Linked DNA regions of Mus musculus: region 2 is linked to region 1. A link is a contact called in public HiChIP or PLAC-seq data. All regions are on one chromosome and are shown on one strand. The core of a region is the stretch at or near the end of the contact, and the rest is flanking DNA. Distances in the headings are between cores, read along the strand shown. Region 1 holds the start of Akr1e1 (aldo-keto reductase family 1, member E1). Region 2 has its middle 48 kb from the start of Gm35330.

Region 1 (6,568 bases), core at 574-3,073:
AGTTTAGGTGAAGTGTCTCCTGTGTAGTTACCAGCTTGCCCTTTAAATTTGTTGATTTTTCTCACAATTACCTATATATAAGAATAAAATGTGTTTTCTAAAATGACATTTATTAAATACATATGCAAAATTAACCTAATGGCATCCAAATATTTCCGGTTTACCCTTGTTAAGTTGCTTGTACTGACCAGAATATGCTGTTTATTGAATGGATAATTGAGCAGATGTATTTGCATTCACATATACATATGCATGTGTATATGTTCATTATGTATATGTTAGTGTATATATTTGTCTCTGCCTGCCATGAGAACCTGGCAAAAGTTTTCTGTGTGTTAAAATAAACTACCTCATCAAATTTTGAGGTTTCAATAATTTCTTGTAAAGCATGCTTGTATGTTTTTCAAGTATTTACATCTGTAACATTGGTTTCTGCTAAATTACTACCTAAGAAATCTGAAATGACCATTAAAAAAGAAGGCATCCCTAGATCAAACTACCCTTTTATGAAATGATAGAAATCATTTAAAGATAGGACAATATTTCTATAGATTTATGAACTGAAAGTGTAAGTGTCGCTATGAGTAATAAAAGCTTATCAGAGAGAGAGAGTACTAATAATATTGAACATCTGAAAACACATCCTCTTGCAAATGGATACTTCCATGTTAATCTGCATAAAGATCGAAAGCTACAAATAGTTGTCTGACCGTTAATGGCTTAACTTTGCCATTTTTACAAAATATAAATAAAAAAAGAGAACTGGAGAAGATGTAGAGTTTTCCACATCCACAGTGCATCTGCCATGAGCACTTGAAAAACTCAAACAAATGAACAGATGTGTAATATGGCAACAGAGAAATTAAAATAACAAAACAAAACTTTGGGTTGAAATTGTAAAATTGTTGAATTCTGCTAAGTTTTTAATAAGTTATTAACAAACATAGTGAAGGATACAAAATTCTAAGCACTGTAACACGCAAATCTTCAATTTTTCTAATCATCTTAGTAATGCTAATATTTTCGAAATAGCTATTTACCTTTGCGTTTATGGGCTGGTTTTCTGGTTCCTTCTAGATGTTTCAGCTTGTGATTTTAGGATTATTGCCAACTGAATAAGACCTAAAAATCACCTGGGAGACAGTCTTGTAGGCATTCCTTTGAGGGATTATCTTGTGGGAAGACCCTTGGGTTTTTGTTTTTGTTTTGTTTTGTTTTGTTTGCAATTATAATTACATTTCTCTCTTCCTTTTCCTCCCTCAAAATCTGCCTATATACTATTTGCTCTCTTTAAATGACCTCCCTTATTATTAGTTCTTATTACAGTGAATAATCTTCCAGAGATGTTTAATTTTTAATCTTGATTTTTTTAATTCCATAAGACACACCTTAAAAATGATATTCAGATTATATTTCCTCTATTACTAAAATGGCAATCACCTCAAAGTAGCACTCATCATCATTGCAAGGTTCAAGACAGCTGATATAGTCAAACCTGTTTTTTCCAGGATACTAGAAACGATCATCAATCTAAAACATCTGATGTCCAGGAAATATCCTGAACCACAGCCTGTTTGCAAGAAGGACAGAGCACTGGATCTGGGCTTTAGGCAGGTTGCTCGGAGACGGAATTCTTAGGATCATAGAGGATTTAGGACAGAGATAAAGCACAACCAAACCCAATTGCTTAGGTCCCCTGAAAGATGGACTATGCTCTCAGCCAATCAGAGCACCAAGCGACCTCTCCATCAGCCAATTAAACTGCCAGAACTCCAGCCTATCACGGCATTTCCTGAGGTCCCTGGAACGCTCTCTGGCCGCTAAAGTGCAGGAAGAGGCTGAGCCTTTGAGCAAAGGGGAACCATGGAAAACATCCCTACAGTGGGCTTGGGCACCTGGAAGGTGAGGACACACTCCGGTGTGGGTGGGGCTAAGGGTCCCGGAGCCTGATGAGTACATGCTCAAAAACAGCCAGGGGCACGGGATTTCTTTTGCCTAGGGTGATTCCTTCCAGACCCGGGCTCTGATTAAGGTTTTCCCCCAGACGGATTAGAGGAGAAGTTGGACTCTCTCTCCTGTGATCCTAAAACACCCTGCTCCCTGCGAGGATTCAAAGCTGTTAGACTAACTTTAAATAAAGCAGTGTGCTGTTAACCTAGCCTTGTGTGAGCTAATCACGGACCCCCAGCCTCCGAAAAATCATTTATGCCTAGTGGCACTCATCTTGGCACAGCAAAACCGAGTGTGTGTCAAATGGCCACAAGGAAGCGTGCTACTTTGCATGCTAAAACAAACCAAATAAAAATAATTAAATAATTGCACCGATGTAAGTGTAATGTCTACTTCTGGAGTCCACTAGCGACATTAGAGATATTTGCGAGTAGTTACACTGCTTGCTCAGTTGATTTTGAATGTAGGGCATAATGAACGTGAAGTTGAATAGTTGAATAGGCCTGTCTGACTCTGGGACAAGTTGTGGGGGAGGGGGAGGCATGATCAAAATTTGTTTCTTTTTATGGTTTGGGGGTTTTGTTTTGTTTTGTTTTTGATAAAAAAGTAAATTTAAAAATTCTGTTTATAGGAAGGTTTTCAAATAAATGTTTCTCCAGAATTTTTTGTAAAAAGGATGGGATTATTATTATTATTATTATTATTTTGGCAATTTGGTGATTTGAGTGTTCTTTGGTACCACATAGTGAATGCTGAGATGTGAGATGAAAGAAATGTCAATAAAATAATAAATAAATAAAACTGTGTGTGTGGGGGGGGGGGAATCACCCTCCCAACACAATTGAAGCATTTAATTCTATCTCCTGAAGACACAGGAATATGACTTTCAAAATATGTGAAGGCAATGGAAAACCATAGCAAATGTGACACTGACTGATGATCTTAAATAATGTCGCTATGCTAGATATGTATATCCCCTTGATCCAATAACCAAGTCATTTAGGACAAAGCAAGGAAGAGATCAAATTCAAAGCTACCTTGAGCTACACTTTTCATATTTGATGGAAATGTCTGTGTCTCACTAAGCTTTTCCTGTGTGTACCCTACAGATATTGAGTGAGTCCATGTGTGTGATACTTGTTTTATGTTTACAGTTGATTCATGCATCCCTGGGTGCTAAATATCAGACCGCTTCCTGCCCCAGCTGTTCTTAGCCCTTCTGTAATCGGGAAGCACAACACAGCAAGAGCTGAAAAGCACCCTGTTTCCAGAATGAGTAAAGATAGCAGAACAGAATATTAATCATATTCTGACTATGACGTTCCATTCTCTACCTTTTGGTCTGGCTGATGTTCATACTGCTTTACTGATTTGAGTATTTATGTATTGCTTGGCTATACTTTCCCACATGACGGGGGAGAAAGGGGATTGGGTTCCCCTGACAGAAGAAACTTTCCTTGTGTTTGGTTATATTCCAGGCCTCCCCAGGAGAAGTGACTGATGCAGTTAAGTTGGCTATCAACCTGGGCTACCGGCACTTCGATTGTGCTTACTTATACCACAATGAGAGCGAGGTGGGAATGGGAATCAGTGAGAAGATCAAGGAGGGCGTGGTGAAGAGAGAGGATCTCTTTGTAGTCAGTAAGGTAAGGCTTCTCCACTTCCGCAGGCAAAGCTCCTGGCAGAGCTGGAACCATCTAGCCTAGAGGATTTGGTCAGTTTCCTTATGGGAATTGGTGCTTTGGGGATGTAGTTGATTCTCCTCTAGCTTTGTGAACATGTGAGGTTATGTTTTGTTTGCTTACATCTTTGTTTTATTATTTGGCCATTCAGGTGGCCATGCAGAGACATACCACCAATCAACAATACTTTCATGAATGAAATCTTGGTTGAGTGACACCACCTTTGTGTCTGTAGTGAAGAGAATAAAGTCCGAGCACTTTTGAATTCTTGTCTACTACATAGACCGGCCTTAACTTGGAATCACCTGCTAGAGGTGATCAAAGGGCACATTCCAAACTCCACACTAAGAAATTGACTCTGAGGTGATAGCTGTACAAGCAGGAAGCAAGTCAATCACGCTGTATGCATGAATGACCAGGTGTGGGAGTCTCTGTGAAGTCAATCACGCTGTGTGCATGAATGAGCAGGTGTGGGAGTCTCTGTGAAGTCAATCATGCTGTATGCATGAATGCAGCAGGTGTGGGAGTCTCTGTGAAGTCAATCATGCTGTATGCATGAATGCAGCAGGTGTGGGAGTCTCTGTGAAGTCAATCATGCTGTATGCATGAATGAGCAGGTGTGGGAGTCTCTGTGAAGTCAATCATGCTGTATGCATGAATGCAGCAGGTGTGGGAGTCTCTGTGAAGTCAATCATGCTGTATGCATGAATGAGCAGGTGTGGGAGTCTCTGTGAAGTCAATCATGCTGTATGCATGAATGCAGCAGGTGTGGGAGTCTCTGTGAAGTCAATCATGCTGTATGCATGAATGAGCAGGTGTGGGAGTCTCTGTGAAGTCAATCATGCTGTATGCATGAATGCAGCAGGTGTGGGAGTCTCTGTGAAGTCAATCATGCTGTATGCATGAATGCAGCAGGTGTGGGAGTCTCTGTGAAGTCAATCATGCTGTATGCATGAATGCAGCAGGTGTGGGAGTCTCTGTGAAGCAGAGGGAGGCTGGAGGTGTCAAGGCTCCAAAGTCCTCCTGTGTAAGATGCTTGCACGTTTCCTTAAAATGTAGGAGGTTGAGAAAAAAAGCTGTTTCTAAGTCAGGTGGTTTCTTTTACCGGCGGATGCAAAGGACATGGCAGTATCTGACGGGAGCAGGTACTGTACACAGTGTTATTACCAGCACAGGTGATGACGGGAGCAGGTACTGTACACAGTGTTATTACCAGCACAGGTGATGACGGGAGCAGGTACTGTACACAGTGTTATTACCAGCACAGGTGATGACGGGAGCAGGTACTGTACACAGTGTTATTACCAGCACAGGTGATGACGGGAGCAGGTACTGTACACAGTGTTATTACCAGCACAGGTGATGACGGGAGCAGGTACTGTACACAGTGTTATTACCAGCACAGGTGATGACGGGAGCAGGTACTGTACACAGTGTTATTACCAGCACAGGTGAGAGGTGATAACTGTGCTGCCCAGTGAGGAAGGGATGAGAAGTGGAAGTGGATACAGAAGAGAGGAAGGAAATAAACACTGTAGGAAACACAGTCAAACTAAGGTTTAAAGCTACTTTTTGCCAAGTGTGGTACAACTGTCATCTGTAGTTCCACATATCAGGGGTGTTTCTGTTGGAGACTTAGCTTCTGTCTTTGTGATCTATTTTTACTGCCTATCATTGTGTAAGCTAGAACAGAGTGTGGGTGGAGAGGACTTCGGGAGCACTTGCTAACGAGGAAGATTTTCTTGAGAATCTTCAGGCAGAGGGATGAGGAACTCAGGATTTCCACATCTGCATCGTAATTGTATACTACATCCAAGTGGGTGATAGTCATCAGTGAAAGTGTGTTGGTCCTTTTGGGGATTTGGAAGAATCCCTGAAATATAATTAAAATTAAGGAAGTTATATATTTATTCACAGTAGGAAATTATTATTAGTAGTAAGATGCGTTTACATCTAATTTGGGTTTCTCCCTGTCTTCTCTGTCTCTCTGTCTCTCTATCTCCATGTCTCTGTATCTCTCTCCCCTTCCTCCTTTCTATATCTCTTTCTCTCTGGAATGTGTGTGTCAGTTTGTTTCAGTGTGTGCGTGTATGATATGAGTGTGATGTATGTCCACATATATATGCCTGTGTTCATATGAAGAAGCTCGAGGAGGATGCCAATGGCGTCCTCTAACAATTGACCCATACAGTTCGCTGGAGACAAGGTCTTGTTAATCTCATAGCTACAAGAAGAGAGACTGTCAACCTAAATGATGGCCAAATTCATAAAGGCAAACTTTGTTTTTGTTTTTGTTTGTTTGTTTTGTTTTGTTTTGTTTTGTAGATGGGTTAACCCTAAAGGTTGGGTTCAAGAGATCAACATTATCCATGGGAAAGATGTGGGATTTTACAATGCAGGAGTTGGAAATTTACAAATGGGAGGCAAATATAAGCATGCCAAAAATAAGCATAACAAGTTGGTCATAAGAATCTCCCAAAACAAAGACATGGTTGCAAGGTGGACTTATCAACTGTTTGAGACAGAGCATGCTTTGGAACAGACAGTGCAGAACCATTTGTAGTTAAGGTTACAAGTGGAGCACAGCCCAGAGAGAGAGAAGAAAGGCTAGAGTAAGAGGTTTAGAGATAGAGAGTGAGGAGAGAGAGTAAGGGAGGGAGAGGAGAGGAGAGGAGAGGAGAGAGGAGAGGAGAGGAGAGGAGAGGAGAGGAGAGGAGAGGAGAGGAGAGGAGAGGAGAGGACGAGAAGAGAGGATGAGGAGAGGTCCTTGAGAAACAGATTTAATCATAACAGAAATGAACCTAGTTTGTCTTTTACTGTAAGATAACTTTCCAGCCCCAGATAGAAACCAGCTTGTTTATCAGTCTCTCAATGAACCTTCAGGTAGCCTAGTAGCCACAAGCCCAAACAATCATCCTGTCCCCATGTCCCCTTCT
Region 2 (5,924 bases), core at 343-2,842, 1.1 Mb before region 1:
GTATGCAAACGGTTCATAGCCTATAATTCAGGTACAGGAAATGACTCAAACCACTGAAACAATTTTGTTTCGAAATCTAATCTAATAGTTAGTGATCATAACCCTTAATCTTAAGGTTATTTTCAGGAATTGTCAGTATTTACTCACAAGGGAAAAAAAAACTAGAAAAGTATATAACAAAACTCAAATGAGTTGAAAGGGGAATTTTCAATTTTTTAAAATTACATTTACTTATTTATTGGTGTGTGTGTGTGTCTGTGTGTATGTGTGTGTGTGTGTATGTGTGTGTATGTGTCTTTGTGTTTGTGTGTGTCTTGTGTGTGTGTTACATGTAACATGCACGGGAAAGTCAAAGGACAACTTGCAGAAGATATTTCTCATCTTATACCCAGTATATCCTAGGTTTTATTAGGCTTGATAGCCAACATCCACTGAGATATTTTTTCTGGACTCAAAACTGGAATTTAATTTTGGAGGCTCCCTAAACCAGGGATACTGGGATGAAATCTTTCCTTGATCTGAATTGGATAATCTGTGCTATGGATTTTTCCATTTTCTCCAATTGTAATTTTAATAAACACAGCCCAAGACAAGAGTATTAAGAGTTTGCAGAGACATTTTCATTAGGCATTTTATCCATTCTAACATTAGGACAAGAGATGTCTTAGAAATATAGTTAGCATTTTCTTACAATGCGTTGTAAGAAAATTTGGAAGGGATACCTCAAAAATTTTGAGTTTTTTATATTTTTTCCTACTTTAGTGCGGTGTTCTGAGTATGTTTCTCTAAAGGCATGTGTTGTAGGCTTCATCCCTGATGGGGTAGTGCTGGGAGGTTGGAGATGCCAGCTCAGAATGGGAGATGTTGAGCTCATGAGAGCTCCATCCTCATGATTGGAATCATGTCAGTATAAGGAGCTTGGAGCTAGGAATTCCAGGCTTCCTGACTTCTACTCTCTTAACCATCCTCTTCTTGGGATAAAATAACTCAGCATGAAAACACAGAAGTTCATTTGCTCTTGAACTTCCTGGTCTCAAGAACTGTAGTTTATAAATGTATAAACGTATTTATACATTTCTTCTTTATTTGTAATTTACCCAGCCTATAATGTTCTGTTGTAGTTCCAAACAGACAAAGGCATCAGCATATACTGACTCTTGTGTGAAGAAAACACAAACTGCTTTTGACAAGATTGCATGCCATTCCTAGCTACAACATCACAAAGGTCTTTACCTCTTTGACTTCCCCTGAGTTGTGAAGCAGTTTCCTCAACATTCCATACAACAGGGATGCTTTTTAGTCCAGAAGTTGAACAACTCAAAATAGCTTCAGGAAGCCCATGAAACTAACCGGATTCTCAAAGACCCTCCTTGGAAAGAGTAAACAGTAAAGACTGCAGAGAATCACTCTTAGACAATCCAAGGTGCAAAGAAGATTCTGCAAGAAGCAAAAATGTTGACCCAAACTGGTTTAGATCAACTGAGTCTCTGGCAAAGGAGCTTCTCTGAACTGATGAACTACCTACAGGCTGTGCAGTGTCCTAGAAGTTCCCAGATTACGTGAGCTGTCACCCATGCTGGAGCGGGCTTGGGTGATTCAGCTGGCCTTGAATCATTCCTGCTCCTGTAAATAACGCCTCACATCTGTTCCTGTAAGTAACCCCAATAAAACTCATTAGTTCATCATGTGGACTTCAGTGGTATCCACATATTGATCTTTCTGGGATCCTTATCTGGGATGAGTAAATGTGTTTTGGATTTCTCCAGGAAAAGTGTTGTCACACATCACTATAATATTTAGATTAAAAAAAAAAAAACAATCTGTAGTACTTAAAGAAGTAACTTGAATTCCTATAACCCTATAAAGGAATGTTATTTCTCTCTCTCTAAAGAGTCAACTACATTTCTTCTTTTTATTTTCCCATTTCTGTTTTTCTTTCTCTCATTCTTTTCTTTTTTTCTTCTTCTAATTTTATGTGCTTGTATGTTTTAACTATATACAAATTTATGCTCTGCATACATGCCTTGTGCCTATAGAAGCCAGACAAGGTCATTGAATCCTCAGGAGCTGGAATTAAAGAATGTTGTGAGCCACCTAGTAGGTGCTAAGAATCAAACCCAAGTCTTCTGCAAGACTACCTAGTACTCATAATTGCTGAGCCATTGCTCTGGCCCATTGTAATTTTCCTGATGCTGATCAGACATGGTGCAGAAGTCTGAAGTATTTTTCTCTTTAATACTCCCAGGCATTCAGACCCCGGCCTGTTCCACTATGTTGCTGAAGACCTCCTCATTTCATTTCTAGGACGAATCTTCTCCTAGACACACTCCAAAAGAATACCCACTGTTGGTATTCAACAAAATGTTTCTATGATAATGACTGCATGTCTGAGTGCATCCTGGTGTACCATAGAGGTCTAACAGACAGCCCTTACCTCCATTGAATCTGGTTTCCAGTTTTGAAAAACTAACCTTGACTTTACCCTTGCAGGTTTTACTTCCCTGAGACATCAGATTTACATTGCATTTACCAATGGCTTAATTTGTATATATACGTAAACTCTTTTGGAAATCATGCCTTTGACATTTGTGACTAAGCAAACTTTGCATGTGGAGAAAGAATTTAGAAAGGCATTTCATTTCATATGATGAAAATTAACTTTTTTATTTTTAATCTTTTTTTAAAGATATTTTCTTTATTTACATTTCAAATGCTATTCCCTTTCCTAGTTTCCCCTTCAAAAATCCCCTATCCCCTCCCCCTGCTCCCCAACCCACACACTCCCATTCCTGGTACTGGCATTCCCCTATACTGGGACATACAGCCTTCATAGGACCAAGGGCCTCTCCTCCCATTGATGACCCACTAGGCCATCCTCTGCTACATATACAGCTAGAGCCACAAGTTCCACCATGTGTTTTCTTTGACTGGTGGTATAGTTCCAAGGAGCTCTGGGGGTACTGGTTAGTTCATATTGATGTTCCTGCTACGGGGCTTCAGACCCCTTTAGTTCCCTGGGTGCTTTTTCTGCCTCCTTCATTGGGGATGAAGATTAACTTTTTATTATTATTATCTCATTTGCCATTAAATCAAACATTAGCTCCTGAGCAATCTGATAAAATACTTGGAACTATCTATAGTTATTTGTAAGAGAAGACTTATTTTGGTTCTTTCTTTTTATCTCAAGTAAGGGATGCAACAGTACTTTTTGTTCACAGAATCCTGAAACAGAAGCAGCATATTCACAGCTGATCTTGTTTCTTTCAGCTTTCCCGTACTTCCTGTTGTTCCCAAACAAATGAATGTGCTGCTCTCTTTATCCCATGCATATCATCTGTACTAGTAATATTTTATTACGAATCTCTCAAAGCCAAAGACCAAACATCTAAGGTTTTCTATAAAGGGCTATCACCTTGCTTTAACTGGAGCAAATGTTATTTTCTAGACATGCCTCTTCCTCTCCCTCCAGCGTAGGCTTCTCATCTTCTAACCCATGTTCTCACTTCTGGGAGGGTATCCTGATTTTTTTCTCCTGCTAATTGCTCAAAGACAACCTTGCTGTGAGAAGTTTGTGGTATATATGCTTTCTATGGCTTTCTGACTGGATTAGACTTTCAAGGTTACCACTGAGAATCACCACGGTACATTTTTAACTTTGAAATTTTTATTTTCAGCAGACATTGGTATGAATAACCATGGCTCTTTTTATTTTTTTTTATATAAACTTGAATCAATGATTAAAAATGACATATATTAAACTCCTTTAATGAAAGGTTATCAAATAAATCACTCAATATCTATAGTGATAATAAAGAGCAGGCAGTACTACTATGCTTGATAGAAAATTGAGACAGAGAATTCAATCAGCTTGACAATGAGGCCTTGCCCCTGAGAGGAATCCCATTCAGAAGGAGCTGAGACCTATCCTATTTCCATGGCAACATTCTGCTCTCTACGTAATGGGCTCTGAATTGGATAATGCACCACATCATAGAGCTTCATAATTCACACTTTCTGGTTGCTCAGCTCCTGTAGAGCAACCTGATTCCTGTTAGCTGCATTTTATAAGAGATCAATTAAGTCACAAAGGAAGGGGTAGAACTAATGTTTCACCAAAACCTACAGCATGGTGGCTACTAATGAATTTTTCTCCTTTTTTTTTTCCCGAGTTGGTGACAAAGCTAATTTTTTAATCCAAAATTTCTCTGGGAACCACAATTGATTTTTGTGTTGAATAAAATTCAGAAACTCTCTAAAAACACACAAGTCCTGGAGATTGATTATCATCTGCTGTGACAGGGTGGAAAGATAGCCACCTCTGTAAAATTGTCTGAGTTTCAAATCCTCACAAAGACATCAGTTTCCAGTGAAAGTTGAGCCCACTCACCCCTTTGTCTGATGGTATAATAACATTGATATGGAGAAAAAAAGCATCTGCTCATTGATGTATTTATATAGAGAAGATTGGCCAGCAAGCTTCTGGCACAGAATAGGTCTCATAGGGGAAGTTCTTGGGAAGATTCTGAAATGTACATTTTCTGCAGATTTAGGTACTTACCATTTAAATTTGAATATAAATTCAAAAAGATATTTTATTTTTAATGAACTTGAATTGATTTGTTTTTGTATTCCCTTATATATTTTTCATAAAATAGTCTTATGGAAAGGATTTTGAATTTCATAATAAATTTACTCAATGGTGAAAAAAAAAAAAAGAATAAAACAGGTAATGTGTTAGGTGTCAGTCATGGTTAGAGGTTGGGCTGATACAAAATAAAGGTGCAGAGGAAGCTAGAACTAGCCTCCCAGCCTATCTGGACCATTGCTTGCTTGCTAGGATCAATTATCTAATTTCATTGGGGAAGCCCATGAACCTTGGGTGAGGTGCCTCATTCAGATGAAAGCAGTTACATCAGAGAGGGACTTCTGCTATCAGCCTTGAGCAGACTGTATTCCTGGAAGATCAAAGTGTTTCCATAATGAGACATAGCCTGACAGCACCTGACACTGTCTCTTCCAGAAACTATTCTATAGGTGGTAAGCAGTGTCGTTATTATTGGCCATTATTCACTCATGGGTTATTTAATAATAAGCAGGCATTTCATAATCCGAGTCACTCTTGACTCACTAGGGCATAGAATCATCTCACAATGGAACAAGAAATGACCTAACCCAGGCTTACTGATTTTGATACTCTGATGGTTGCCTTCATTTTTTTCAAATGTCTTCAAGCTTCTTGTTATATGGCACAGCCTGAGTTGAGTAGCTTGAGATATCACTTACTGCTGTTTTTGATCAAGACATTACTAGTCTATTGAGAAAATGGATTAAACTTGAGGCTCAGCAGTTTCATCTCAATTTTGACCTTGCCATCAACAAAAGTTCATAGATATTCTGTTAGTTGAATTGATAATCCACTGTTCTTGGAGTAAAAAGCCTACATTTCCCCAGTTACACTTGATCTTCTTAATTCCTGAACAATTCTAATTTTTACATTATTATTTTATATGACATTAATGCCTCTGCTCACCGACAGCTGATTTGTGTCAGGCATTGGAATCCCTCCCAACTGTCTTCTCTCAAGGACTGTATTATATCTTCATGTTTTCCCAGCGTAAGCTGCTTCTGCCAGCGTGTGCACTTCTTCACCCTTACAGTACATCTTTGTAAGTGCCTTCTATGTCCCAGAGACTCTTCTGCTTTATTGCAGGCAATTAAAACTAAGCTTTCTTACTATCTTGTTTTTAGGCTTTCATTGATCCACAAATCAATCTTCCTTTGATACAGATCCAAACTACTTTTGAATCCACCTCCATAAAGTACAATTCTGACTATATGTCTTTGTCTTTATTCAAATCCCAGGATACAGTGCAGAGTAGAGCTGTCAGAAAAGTATGATCCATGAGACTACAGTTGCTTGCACA

What was found. HiChIP or PLAC-seq counts read pairs in DNA pulled down with a chosen protein or histone mark.
Region 2: a contact with region 1 is called in a FOXA1 HiChIP or PLAC-seq map of pancreatic cancer cells. The contact joins the enhancer-like site here to the promoter of Akr1e1 in region 1. A contact is called at or near these places in 7 of 39 promoter capture datasets (cranial neural crest, frontonasal cranial neural crest, hippocampal neurons and 3 more) and 1 of 115 datasets of contacts at active chromatin or transcription factors (pancreatic cancer cells).

Annotation. Positions count from the first base shown.
Region 1 is chr13:4,604,419-4,610,986 of GRCm38.p6, reverse strand. Akr1e1 (aldo-keto reductase family 1, member E1) reads left to right here and starts at 1,823. Exons shown (of 10, transcript NM_018859.2): 1 at 1,823-1,902; 2 at 3,429-3,596. The coding sequence starts at 1,864.
Region 2 is chr13:5,673,884-5,679,807 of GRCm38.p6, reverse strand. No RefSeq gene overlaps it. Among named protein-coding and RNA genes, the nearest start is that of Gm35330, 48 kb to the left of the region's middle. Within about 2 kb of position 1,592, at least 5 of the 459 cell types and tissues checked have an H3K27ac peak or open chromatin away from gene starts, as enhancers often do. A contact at or near this core is called in pancreatic cancer cells, where this site is marked.